3 separate regions of the Mus musculus genome follow, and regions 1 and 2 are each linked to region 3. A link is a contact called in public Micro-C data. All regions are on one chromosome and are shown on one strand. The core of a region is the stretch at or near the end of the contact, and the rest is flanking DNA. Distances in the headings are between cores, read along the strand shown.

Region 1 (4,150 bases), core at 204-2,703, 310 kb before region 3:
ACTAGATGGCATTATGAGCCTATCAGAATTATTTTAACTGAATATTTAGTCACCAGTTAAATACTAGTTAACTAAAGAAAGATGTTAGTGAATGGCCATCACTAAAAAGAACACCATCAAGAAAGTTGCTAATCCCATTTGTTCGGGTACATGTTAAATGTAGCAACAAGTGCAACAATTATGCTAAAAGGAAGCAACAAAAAACCCTATTTAAGGACAGCCTTGAAAGCAATCCCTCCTGTAAGCATGGTAAGTGTCGAACTCTAGCAAAAGAACAAGGTCTTACAATAAAATGTCAATCATGTTTTACATAAATAACTAAAAATCCTTTTTACCAAACTGAATTACACAACGTCTTCATGAGTGACTCCAGGAGAACTTAAATGCACGTGTCAACAAGCAGGATTAAGCGTGGCTTTGAAAGGAGGTTGGATAGGATGGCAATGACAAAATCATTTTGGGTTTAAATGACAGTTTTCTTATTCGGTTGTCTTTTGGGGGCGACTGTTGGAGGCAAAAATACTTGCATACAATTTAGGAAGTAAGAATAAACTCATTTGCTTTTGATTCTTATGACATAAACTAACTCATCTTGGACCCCAGACATGCTGATGCTTTCATGAGGGCCGTGTTTACCCACCTTCAACAGTTTTCAACCAGTTCTATTTTCCTTCCAATAACATAATTTATCCTAACATTTCTCTTCCTATTTCCTTCAGTTTTGCTCATTCCTATGGTATTAATGGTTCAACATATGGTTCAACTTAAAGTTTTGTGCTTTATGGTCATGCTAAAGGGATTAGTCGTTCAGGGAAATTATACTTTGAATTTTGACCTTTTCCTGGGCTTGTAATATATTCTTTGATACCCTTGTCTTGGGCAACAGCAGTGAGCTACAGTCAGCCATGCCATCCTGAGGGTAAGCTATCAATATTCCACCATGAATTGTGTTGCTTTCCTAAGAATGCATGGTTGAAGTGTTACCTGCATCGTTGAGCTCATAATAGTCTTAATAGGAGAATCTTCCATGTAAGTCAAACATCTGTATATGAAAGAATGATATTATCCTTTATTTATTTTCTTGAGAAAGACGGTACCTAGGTGAGCACCTCACATAGTCATTCTTTTTAGATTCTGGTTATCACAGATTTGAAATGATTTACAGCACAATAGCTTTCAAAGGAATCGCTTCACAAGTGTGAAATAGACTTTCCATTAGTAATTATTTAATGATTTTTCTAAATATGTGTCTGATAAAGAAAAAAAAATTACTTTCAAATGGCCAGTAAGTCTTGGGAAAGAAGAAGAAAAAAAACCAAAACCTCAAGCCATAACATATCTTAATCTCATCCAAAGTAAAGAAAAACTCAAACAAGTCAGGCTATATAAGAGAATTAGGAAAGTTTTACTCTGTTAAAGTTTTGGTTTCAAGTAGAAAGGACTGTGGGCCCCAAGGGGTACTCACAGGAAGACTAACAGTCAACTAACCTAGACCTTTAGGGTTCCCAGGGACTGAACTACTAACCAGAGAGGATACATAGGCTGGACCTAGGCCTTCTTGCACATGTGTAGCAACTGGAGCAGGGGCTCTCCCAAAAGCTGTTGCCTGTCGGCGGGTGGGATATGTTCTACTAGCTAGGCTGTCTTGTCTAGGTACAGTGAGAGAGATTGTGTCTAGCCCTGCAGAGACTCAAAGTGCCCGGGGTAGGGGGTTACGGGGGTGGGGGGTGGGTGCAGTATTCACTTAGAGGGGAAGGGGATGGTGGAAGGATTGTGGAAGGGGCTGACCAGAGGTGGGCAGTGATCAGGATGTAAAGTGAATTAAAAAAAAAAGTTTCAAATGTTACTTCCCAGATTGTGGAATTCAGTCCTCTCTGTTAATTAATAAACAGACAGCATTTGAAGTCATGCCACTCTCCCCAAATCAAAGGTCAAGTAGAACATTCACCTTCAGGTTTCAAGAGTTGACTCATGCTGGCTAACGTGGCCAGGGTACAGAATGGTAGGAGAGATGGCTTTCTACCTCCCACCAGTCATGTGAGTAGCGAGTCACTCCATTCTGGCTCTGGAGAGCTCTCTAGGTGTCTGAGTCAGACTTCTTAACCAATGGCATTCAGAGAAACTCAAGCTGCCCCTTTTAATTCAGTAGGAGAGAAAAAATGTGTGGAATGTTATTTGCCAAACTGTGACCTCAATTCAGACAACATGCCTGGGCAGGTAAGGCAGGCTCTAGCATCTGGTAGCTTGAAGCATTAAGGGTGTACTTAGCAGTTCTAACATTTCAAACACAGAAGTACTTGCTGTAAGAAAAGAGTCTCTCCTGTGCTGATAAGGATAGCATACAATGGAATTATTATATATTTTTTTAAAATAACCCAGCCCAGCAAAGTATGTGCTATCAAATAACATCTTTTCTAACAAGTGACAAATCTTGTCTTTGAGAACAGGTTTGCAGGTAGCTTGGAGAGAACAAAGAATGACTTCAGAAATTTGAAGAGTTGGAAAAGTGAACACTCTGGGTCTAAAATCCTGTTTATTGTTATTATTTTAAAATTTAGTTTTCCACACTTTTCCTGACTGAGCTGAGGGCAGACTGAGGGGCTGTTCTTGTGATTCTGTGATTTGACACCATTGTGTGTCTTCTCACAAAAGGATCATTCGCTGACAACACAGCCAGGTCGACTCTAAGCTTGGTGGGCTTTGGTGGGACCTGGCACACTTTACCTGGATTTTCACACATGAGGATGCTTAGATCTAAGAGCTGGGCTTTTGCGTCATTTTCTGTTCAAAGAAATTCCAAAGATCAGTTAAATTTATCCAATTGATATTGAAAATGGAATCTCATGCACTGTTTAAAAAAATCATCCAATGCTCTAGAAATAGATGGATTATTTTTCTTAAAGTAAAATTTATTTCGTTTGTGGTAATTGGCTGAATATAAACACGAGGAAAGACTGAAGGGAGTCCTTTCTGCATGAAAACTATCTATGGAGATTAACTTAGTCTCTGTCTTCTTCAATGTTAGAAATACCTTTGGACCAACACTGTAAGATGGGAGTTTTAGGTAAAAAGGAAAACTTTACAGATAAAAATCTGTGTCTTCGCCACAGCTACTCTTTAACTTGGAAATGTGTAGCAGCCTCTAGAGAAAGCTAGTTGGAAACTCTATGGTGTCCGCTTTAAGTCCTTCAGTGGCATGTCACCATAAAATGTCAAGTGAAGCTTTTATCACAGGTGGAGAATTTGTTAGCCAGCGCCAGAATGTTAACACAGGCGATGTCATAAAAACAAGAGGAGAGGGGCTTTCCTCAAAAGATTCAGTCATAACAAGCCATGATATAACTTTGAACTCTACTCCAAACCAGCTATATGTGATAAGCTACATATGGTATCTCACATGTATAGACTATATAGCCTTTATATAAGAATAGTTCTATATTTTTTTTGTATAAATTTGGAGAAGATTTGGGAGATAATTCCTTCTCTTATTCAAAAATGTTCTTCCAACCTAAAATTAGCTGACCAAACTGTGACTTTTCTTCCTTACAAAATTAGAAATTTGACTATTTATATTATAAGCTCCTCCCCCCCTTTTCTTACCAAACCCAACAATAAAATTTGAAATCCCATTTCATCTTTAAAGAGGATCCAGGATCAGGAGACAAAATGAACTCAGACAAGCCTGATTGTGGGAAAGAGCCCCAGCTTTGCCTTTGGGAAAGCCCTAACCTACTCAGGCGCCAATTTCCTAAGTCATAGGAGACAGAATCTCATCAAAATCTCAGAGGCAGAGGATTTCCACCAAGTCTGTATAGTGGGATCATGGGGGGCTTTGAAGGAGATTTGGTCCTTGAAAGAAAGGTTGAATCCTGAGAGCTTAGCATAGGGCAGGTGCTCAAATGGCAAGGCTTAGCAAAGAGTAACCTTGGATGTCCAAGTTAAATTTGGATTTTTTTGATAAATTGTGAATAAAATGTTTATATGAATATATCCCAATATATGACAACCCTAGAAATGTTAGGAAGTTGATATTTATTTGTAGACAGAATGATGTAGCCCCTATGGTGGGGATTTTAGTAAAGAGTACCAAGTGGTAGAGGTATGTATTTCAATCATTCTTCTCTCCCCTCCCCTGTTATTATCAGTTTTG
Region 2 (4,261 bases), core at 611-3,110, 460 kb before region 3:
TTCTCTCTCTCCCTCCCCTCTCTCTTCCCCTCTCTCTTTCCCTCCTGTCGCTTCCTCCCTCCCACTTCCTTTCCCCTCCCCCTTTCCTCCTTCTCTCTCTCCCTCCCCTCTCTCTTCCCCTCTCTCTTTCCCTCCTGTCGCTTCCTCCCTCCCACTTCCTTTCCCCTCCCCATTTCCTCCCTTTCTCCCCTTCCTTCCTCTCCCTCCCCTCCCTTCCTCTCTCCCTCCTCCTCTCCCCCCTCTCCAATTCTTTCTCACTCTCCCGTTTCTTCCTTCTGTAATCCTCCCTCCTATCTGTTACACACATTCTTAGACCAGAAAGCAGTCAATATAAAAGCTAACAAGTCGAGTTTTTGGCTGAACTTCAGATATGTGTGTAAAATACTCTTCGATGAGAGTGTAATTGGTTAGACAAAACCCTGATCTTCTCCCTTGAGGTCTCCCCTTTTCTGCTTTGTAGAAAGTTCCTTCCCTTCCCATCAGGACCATGGGTCCTCTGTTCCCCTCATTATGCTGGCTGGCTCAACACTCACTTTCAGGGACAGTGCTGATCAATGATCAAGGGAAGCCAAAAACGTCGCTTGGAAGTTTCGAGCAGTCTGGATTTCGTGGGTCATATTAAATCAGCTTTTGTACAGAAAGCCAGGAAAGCAGATGTTTACCTATAGTAACATCGCATGAGCTGAACAAAACAGGGGGAGATGATTGGGATTTCTGATCGTCTTCTATGCATCAAAGGAAGAAATATAATTAACACCTTACAGTTTGATAAACAGATTATTTGAAAATAATAAAAGCTCATCCTCTCCGATGGCCAGAGTTGGGGCACAGCAGTAGCTGCACTAAACCTGTTCTGAGTGGGAGGAGCCTGGGAGGCAGGTTTGATGCTCCCTGACCTTCCACAGGACAGGAAAGAGGGGAAAGCATGCTGAAGGTGAATTGCTCCTGGCCAGCCTGCCTGGCCAGTGCCTAACCAGAGAGCCTGCTCCAACTTGTTTAATGGCTGTCACCGATTCGCAGACATTTGAGCAGAACGTGCCCGTGATAGAGTCAGAGCCATTGGAAGGCTGAGCTACTTAGAGATCAAAGCAAAATGCTCCTAGGCTTCTGTGAGCTGCACCATTCATTTGCAGTCCCACTGAGTGGGACAAAAATGTCTTTTGATTGCACACTAATGTGGGATCATCAGAAAGAACACTGGTGACATTCAGACACAAAAGAAAACCAGGAGGCAGAAGGACCTCAAAGTGACCTTGGTGACAAAAAGCACGTCCGCAGAAACACACATATCTCAGGCAGTGTGGCCAACAGTGAGAAAGCTATGCCAGCTGACATTTCATTTCTGAGTAGCAGCTCCTTAAGCATTTGGAGCTGGGACGCTCATCCCACTCTCATGGAAACCCCCAAGAACTCTCACAAATGCCTGCTTTTACTTTGCTTCCCTTAAAACAACCAAAATTCCCTCCTCACAATTGTTGGGACATCCCAACAGCACAGTCCTTTCTTTCCCAGCTTGCAATGCAAACAAATATTGTTTTGTCCATTTCTTGTGGGTACTCACTCCAGCCTCATACCAATGTTAACATTTTTTCCCCCTTATCAAATGGTATTTCCTAGAACTACCTGAAGGTGGCAGTATTGTGCATCAGCCAGTGATTAGTAAGGAGATCAGGAACCAATTAAGGAAATGATTTAAGGAGTAGGCTGTAACTGACTCAAAATGAACAGATTATATACTGTGGAGACTTTTTTGAGCCTGAATACAACCACCCTACCCCCCACCCGCAGACATACACTCCAATGTGCATATATAGTGCAAAAGGTAAGAGGAAACCGAAATGACATGTCAACAGAGGGTAATGCTATTATTATCATCTCAAATATGCTCAGTCTATATAATTAACACAGTGATATCTTGGGGGGGGGGTGTATGGGTCATTAAGACAGCTGGCTGAAGAAATTCCAATGATGCCAATTCACCAGGAATTTCCCAGGAGGAAGGCCATTATTCTTTCTCCAACTAAAGCCTCCAAGATGCTGCAGTCCATGTATTTTGGAAGCAGACCCCTATTTCCCTTGGAGGGACATGAAGCAAGACTGTGTAGATATTTTACATTTGTCCATTCTACAAAAGTCTCCAGCTCTCTGAGGTGGAACAGAGCAACAGCATTCCAGTAAAACTAACTGACCATTGAAGTGGTGGTGATGGTGGGGGTGAGGGGATCATTGCCCATAATAGTGCCTGGAAAGGATATATGCAACTCTAGCATTGTCAGACCGAACCCATTCCTGTAACCAAGATGTTTATTAGGGCATACTTGGCAACTGCATCACAGCACCACCTAGGAAGCTGATGAATAATTGATTCAGACTGAGTGGACATTTCAAGGGACATTGACCACATAGCTGTGAAGTTGAAGCTGAAGGTCAGTTACAAGACACAGGTCAGAGGCAGGAGGAAAGTCCCTGTGTGTCAGAGGCAGGGCATAAGCTAGGTCTTCTCAGATCTTAGATTGGAGCAGATCCAGGCTTTCAGCTGAGTCATTCTCTTAGGGTGTTTGATTACTGGGGCTTTCCACATTTTTAGAATTCCGAAGGAGAAGTGGCACAGATACTGTTTGGATCTGCCATTGAAATGAGACAGCACAAACGGTCACTTTGTTTTGTTTTGTTGCAACAGTGAGTTGCCTGGTACTGTTTCACATCCGTATAGGACGTTGTTAGGCTCACTCAGAGATTCTTCCCAGAGACCAGTGGGTTATGGTGTGGGAAAAGACTCCTGGAGAGAAATGACATTTTAGAAAACTCCACGTCAAGAAATTGTGTGTTTCTGACTGAGTAGTTTCTAGAATGTAGACATAGTTACAACTACTTTGGATATTTTATGCCATTTAATCTTCATAACACCATATGAGGTAGAAATAAATTTATCTATCTATCTATCTATCTATCTATCTATCTATCTATCTATCTATCTATCTATCTATCTATCTCAATTGTATAGAAGTTGACCTTTCCCAAAGCTATAACTGCCAAGCAACAGGGCTGGTATCCAAACTCTGAGTTTCCTTAGGAGAAGGAGGGTTAAATATATTTATGAAACCATTGAACTTGAACCATTTTGTTGAATTTAGAAAGTAATGGGCCATCGTGAATTTCTTTCTTTTTTTTTTTTTTTTAAAGATTTATTTTATGTGTGTCTATTTGCCTGCATGTCTGTGCACTGTGTGCTCACAGAGGCCAGGAAAAGGCATTGGATCCATTTCCTGAGACTGAGTTACAGATGGTCATGAGCTGCCCTGTTGGTGCTGGGAACTGAACCCAAGTCCTGTGCAAGAGCAGCCAGTGGAGTGAGCCATCCCTTCTGTCTCTCTCTCTCTCTTTTTTTTTCTTTTGCAACCAGTGTATATTAGTACAAAATAATAGGTTTTAGTATGATATTTCAACACACACATATATGTCCTATTTACCCTCTGTTATATTTTACATACATTATAAAGTTGGCAGAGTATGACTAGTAAGCTTCAGTGTCTCATGGTATTAATTATTAGTGCATAACCTCAGATAAAAATCCATTACTCGATGCCCACCAATTTGGAGATGCTTCCCACGGACCAGTAAGTGTACTGTGGGGCCAGCACTGATCCACATTTTAAGAAGAGTTTATTTTGTACTTTAGAGGACAAGACTGGGTGCCCTAACTCTGGAGATGACCTCTTGTCCTAAACACTACCTCCTACAGGCTCAACTCTCCAACAATAAACCTGTCACCCAGTGCCAACCCTTTGCTTCTACCATTATTGCTGGAAATGCTGCCCTTTTTGATTAAGTTGAAGTGTCTCCTCTTTCCTATGCAAGAGACCTGGGAGATGGATATATGCCTAGTCATAGGCCATATAGGCTGAGTGGGAATGTTTTGAAGGTGGGAAATTAGGCCATCTACTTGACATGTAAGCAAAAAGTCCCTGCTGATCTCAAAGACATACTTACAGCATTGCTCAGGATCCTGCACTCCCTGGCTGCTTTGTCACCTCTGGTGTCCAGGGGTCATTGGTATGTCACATGGCCTTTAGAAACCACTCCCCAAATCAAAGCTGGTGCTAGATAGAAGAGACTTTAACTGGTTTCCTTCATTAAACCTATTAATAGCAAGCATAGAATTTGGAGACTGACACTCAAAATCAGTAGTTACATTTGTCAATCCAGGGCTTTGTCCCTATAGTCCTATCTTCATCAAACATACGTATAGGAACCAGATGTA
Region 3 (4,223 bases), core at 348-2,847:
CTACAAGCCGAGTCCATGGTAATCAAGTCCCGGTTAACAGGTCAAGAACACTGTCAAATCAAATTAATAGAGCACTTATCATTAAGAGAATAGAAGTCAGTGGGTAAAAGGCTACAACACTGAAAAGATTAAACAAAAACAAACAGAAAGGGTTGGAGGTGGAGAGGAAAAACAAACCAAGTGGATAGACAGACTGAAAGAATGACTGAGAGTGAGAAAGTCAGGTACAAAGGAAAAGGAAGGTTAAAAGTTAGGGAGGCACCTGGAGTTCCTGGCACAGCAGGCCTGATATTAAGGGAGAAAAGAATAAAGAAATGAAAACCAGGCAGAGGAGATGTTTGGGGTGAGGTTGGGGGAGGAAAAGGTGGGTACAAAGTGGGAAGGGGTGATCCATACAGCATAACTCCTAACCTGGGCTAGCCGTGACATGGAAGCCATGATTAGAAAAGCGAAGCAGTTGGTGCGTTGCGGTGCCACAGTATGCAGGAGACATACAGCTGGTGTCATGGAGTTGTTGTGTTTGTGTGTACACTGTACAAATCTAACAATGACATGAGTGGGGGGGAGGCGCTTATGTGTTAATTGCTTGTACCTATTGTACTCCTCCCCCGAGACAAAGGTAGGGGTTATGCGGTGTTATCTGTGAATGGATGATGCCATAGCTTTCCTCCCTGGCATCCTAAGTGGCATCTAGTGTGTATGCCTAAGCAGCACAACCGTATCTCAGTGCTCTTCCTTCCAAGGATTCCTTCACATAAGCACACATTAGTTATGAAATGGAGCATTAGCATTGTCATCAACAAATGGCAGGCCCTGCTGTCCCCTTTTGGCTAATGTACTTCTTCCTTTAAAATTAATGAGGCCTGGTGTATGTGTAGCTTGAAGGCAGAGTGCTTGTCTAGAACATATGAGATCCTGGCTCAGGTTTCACAAACAGATGAGGGGAAAAAGAAGGGGGATAGGAAAGCCCTTGGTTGCAGCTTTTCACTGACACCCCAATACCCTACTCTTTGAAAAGCCAGGAAATAAAAAGGGGTCATATAGAAGGACTAAAGTGAGCATTGGGGGTCATCATGGGTTGCCTCCCGCCACCCCCAAACTCTCAGGGATTCCTGTAACAACTGTTTTGGTCGTTGGTAACTAGGAAAGGACAGAGTTGGACATGTGGACCACTAGCATCTGGTGATCAGCCTATTCTCATTGCTTGTGAGCAAAACAACCATTTCAGGGACTAGAGAGCTCAGTAAAGGACAACACAGCTAGAAGGAGCCAGTTTAAGACAGGGAACTCAAAACACAGGATTCAATTCTGTGTTCCATTCAGTACTGGCTACACATTTCTCAGCTAAATGTCTTCTTGATATTTTTTTTTCAGAGTTTTGCTGCATCCACAATATGAATAAAGGAAAATAAAACCTTGGACAAAGAGCAAGCCTATTATTGCTCGTCTCATTTTTGTATTACTAATTTTTTGTTCTTGTATCACTGTATCCACAAGGCAAGAGCAAAGCTGAGCTAGTACTCAAAATCATCCCAAAGGTCTGGCCTGGCTCCTTAAGTGGAAATGCTCCAAGCCTGTCTGGTTTGGCTGGATGGACCATGGTGAGTCACATCAAACACATTTTCATTCTAATGTGTCCAGGAGAAAAGACAGAGCCATTCTTACTCTCTTATTTTTAAATGACCCTTAAGGTCAGGAGTTATTTCTGGATATAATAGATTGGCCTTATACTCTGTGAAGCCTTAGAGATGTGTGGATAACAGTGCACTGCCTTTATCAACTGTGAGAACAGCTAAGGGAGCACTTACGTAGCATAAGGATTTGACTCTACTATTCACTAATCAAAATAGTAAAGTCTAGAGTCAGACTACACAGCTCCGAGAGTGGGGGATTTCTGCTAGTGATAGAGGTAGTTCTGAGGGCTTGGCTCTTGGTTTCCCACAGGAAAGGGCAGTTCTGTGAGATTTCTGACAGAGGGATATTTCCTATGAGAAAAGAAGAACCCTTGACACCCTGGTGTGTGTTTGTGTGTGTGTGTGTGTGACATAAATTTGAGCACTTTTTCCTAATCTATCTGATAGTTTTCTTCTTAAATTTTTATTTTCTTAGAGTGATGGCAATTGAGCTTCTCTCTGTGTACCTATGAGAGCCACCTATGGGTTCCTGTGTCATCAATTATGCTTCTGAGCTGATGTGATGTCAGCCAAAGGGGACAGCAGCTGTTGCACACACTTGATGCATATCACCATGCCACCATGCACCAAACAATTTGTTAATCAGGACATGGTGTCGTTGAGCCAAGACTCTGTTCTAGTCTTTCACATGAAGAGCCTGGAGGCCAGGAAAGGTGGAAGTTTCCTGCTCCTTTGTCCATTTATTCTTTTGTTTGTTCGTTTTTTCTCTTCTCATTCTCTCTCTCTCTCTCTCTCTCTCTCTCTCTCTCTCTCTCTCTCTCTCTCTCTTTCTCTCTCTCTTTCCTTTTTCTTCTTTCTCTCTCTCTTCCTTCAGTTCTTGAAGGGTCTTTTTGGAATATGCCCATATTTCATCTACCTTTTGGAGCCTTGTTTGTTTGGATAGTTACTGTGTGAAGTTTTCTATATGATGACTTGTCTGGGTCATCTTAACCTTAGTGATGTAATCCATCATTAGTGGAATGCCCAAGCAAATCAACAACATCTGCTTTCTATTTCCTTGCTTCTAAACCAACAAAGTTGACTAGAGTCATACTTGAGCATCTTCAAGAAATCTGGGTGATTCAACTCTGTGCAGTGTTAGATGTAAAACTGCCACTAGGTTCTATCCTTTCCTTTCTCTCTCTCTCTTTCTCTCTTTCTTTTTTCTTTCTTTCTTTCTTTCTTTCTTTCTTTCTTTCTTTCTTTCTTTCTTTCTTTCTTTCTTTCTTTCTTTCTTTCTTTCTTTCCTTCCTTCCTTCCTTCCTTCCTTCCTTCCTTCCTTCCTTCCTTCCTCCTTCCTTCCTTCCTTCCTTCCTTCCTTCCTTCCTTCCTTCCTTCCTTCCTTCCTTCCTTCCTTCCTTCTCTCTCTCTCTCTCTCTCTTTTCTTTTTATGTGTATGTTCTTAAACCTTTTGGTCCTCCGGCCTCTCATTTGAGTTCTCCTGTAGCCTATGCACCACTCCGACTTACTCCAGCTCCTACATAACAGCATGGTCCAATCAATGAGTCACACAATGGAGGAGAGGAGGGACTATGACCAAGTTGCAGCAGGAGGGAGATTTTTAATCTCTAAGTGAAGGTAGGCTTAGAAATTTAAAACCTGCTGCACTCCATAACATTCTCATAAACTAGTCATAGATTGAAGGCAGAGAAACCCATGTTATAGCTGTATGATCCCTTCTAAAGAAAAAGGAAATTAGTTAGGAACTGAAAAGGAAGAAGAGGGAGGGCAAAAGAGTTCAGTTCAGAGGCTCTACATTCTGCAGGCTAAAAGGAACGATGATTGGTCCATACCCATAAATTCAATCCCAAGATGCTCTGCCAATGCAGAAAGTTGACAAGGGGTGGGGGAGAAAAAAGAAAGAAAGGAAAAAAGTTTCAGAAAAGAGCAATACACCGCACTCCAAAACAAATTACACACGACTATGACAGCTCCCTTTGCGTGCACATGGAACAGGACAGGCCGTAGGTGTTAGGGCAGCATGCTCAGGGATGCCCGAGCCCACCAGCGAGGTGTGGAAGCATCAGCCCAGGGGCTTTAGAAACCTTTGAAAGCTTCTACTGAGGGAGGTTAGGTGCTGAACCATCCTCGACTCCTCCTTTGAAAATAGACATGTTTTGTTTGTTTGTTTGTTTGATATATATTACCAGGAAAAGCATTTGCAATTAGGTGATTAGTTTTTAAATGAAGTTCAAAGGAGGCTTCTAGTTGTTGCTTTCTGCTTATTTGTTTAAACTAAAGGTGCCCAGTAGCTGAGTAGAAGCCAAGAAGCCAGTAATTCGGTTTGCAATTCTTATCCCATTGAATTTACTTTTCCTTGCTGGTGGGTAATTATACTTTAGTATTTTTCTTTTGTTAAAGTTGTACCTCCGTGACTTAACTTCCCACTACTTTCAATGCAAACATCGTCCTTTTCATTCACAGAAACCAACAAAAGCTTCTACCCAGAAAGATGAGAAAGAAAACATGAAAATTGGATAACTGGTGATTTGATTTGTTTCCTGTTATTTTTAATATAATTTTTGTGTTGTATTAGACAATTGAAACCTC

Evidence for each region. Hi-C and Micro-C count contacts between places; a contact is called where the count stands out from the background.
Region 1: a contact with region 3 is called in a Micro-C map of the HL-1 cell line, with 6 times the contacts expected there. The contact joins two enhancer-like sites. A contact is called at or near these places in 7 of 484 Hi-C or Micro-C datasets (the AML12 cell line, the HL-1 cell line, adipose-derived mesenchymal stem cells and 2 more) and 3 of 115 datasets of contacts at active chromatin or transcription factors (embryonic stem cells, epiblast stem cells and kidney).
Region 2: a contact with region 3 is called in a Micro-C map of the HL-1 cell line, with 3 times the contacts expected there. The contact joins two enhancer-like sites. A contact is called at or near these places in 1 of 15 datasets of contacts at CTCF or cohesin (the NIH/3T3 cell line), 4 of 484 Hi-C or Micro-C datasets (the AML12 cell line, the HL-1 cell line and the MC38 cell line) and 1 of 115 datasets of contacts at active chromatin or transcription factors (the NIH/3T3 cell line).

What each region holds. Positions count from the first base shown.
Region 1 is chr8:31,519,083-31,523,232 of GRCm38.p6, forward strand. No RefSeq gene overlaps it. Among named protein-coding and RNA genes, the nearest start is that of 7420700N18Rik, 150 kb to the left of the region's middle. Within about 2 kb of position 1,454, at least 82 of the 459 cell types and tissues checked have an H3K27ac peak or open chromatin away from gene starts, as enhancers often do. A contact at or near this core is called in the HL-1 cell line and embryonic fibroblasts, where this site is marked.
Region 2 is chr8:31,370,916-31,375,176 of GRCm38.p6, forward strand. The region is part of intron 1 of 7420700N18Rik (RIKEN cDNA 7420700N18 gene); the gene reads left to right. Among named protein-coding and RNA genes, the nearest start is that of 7420700N18Rik, 5.3 kb to the left of the region's middle. Within about 2 kb of position 1,861, at least 79 of the 459 cell types and tissues checked have an H3K27ac peak or open chromatin away from gene starts, as enhancers often do. A contact at or near this core is called in the HL-1 cell line and the NIH/3T3 cell line, where this site is marked.
Region 3 is chr8:31,827,739-31,831,961 of GRCm38.p6, forward strand. It overlaps Nrg1 (neuregulin 1), which reads right to left. Exons shown (of 10, transcript NM_001364423.1): 5 at 3,467-3,490. Among named protein-coding and RNA genes, the nearest start is that of Nrg1, 89 kb to the right of the region's middle. Within about 2 kb of position 1,598, at least 35 of the 459 cell types and tissues checked have an H3K27ac peak or open chromatin away from gene starts, as enhancers often do. A contact at or near this core is called in the HL-1 cell line, the NIH/3T3 cell line and embryonic fibroblasts, where this site is marked.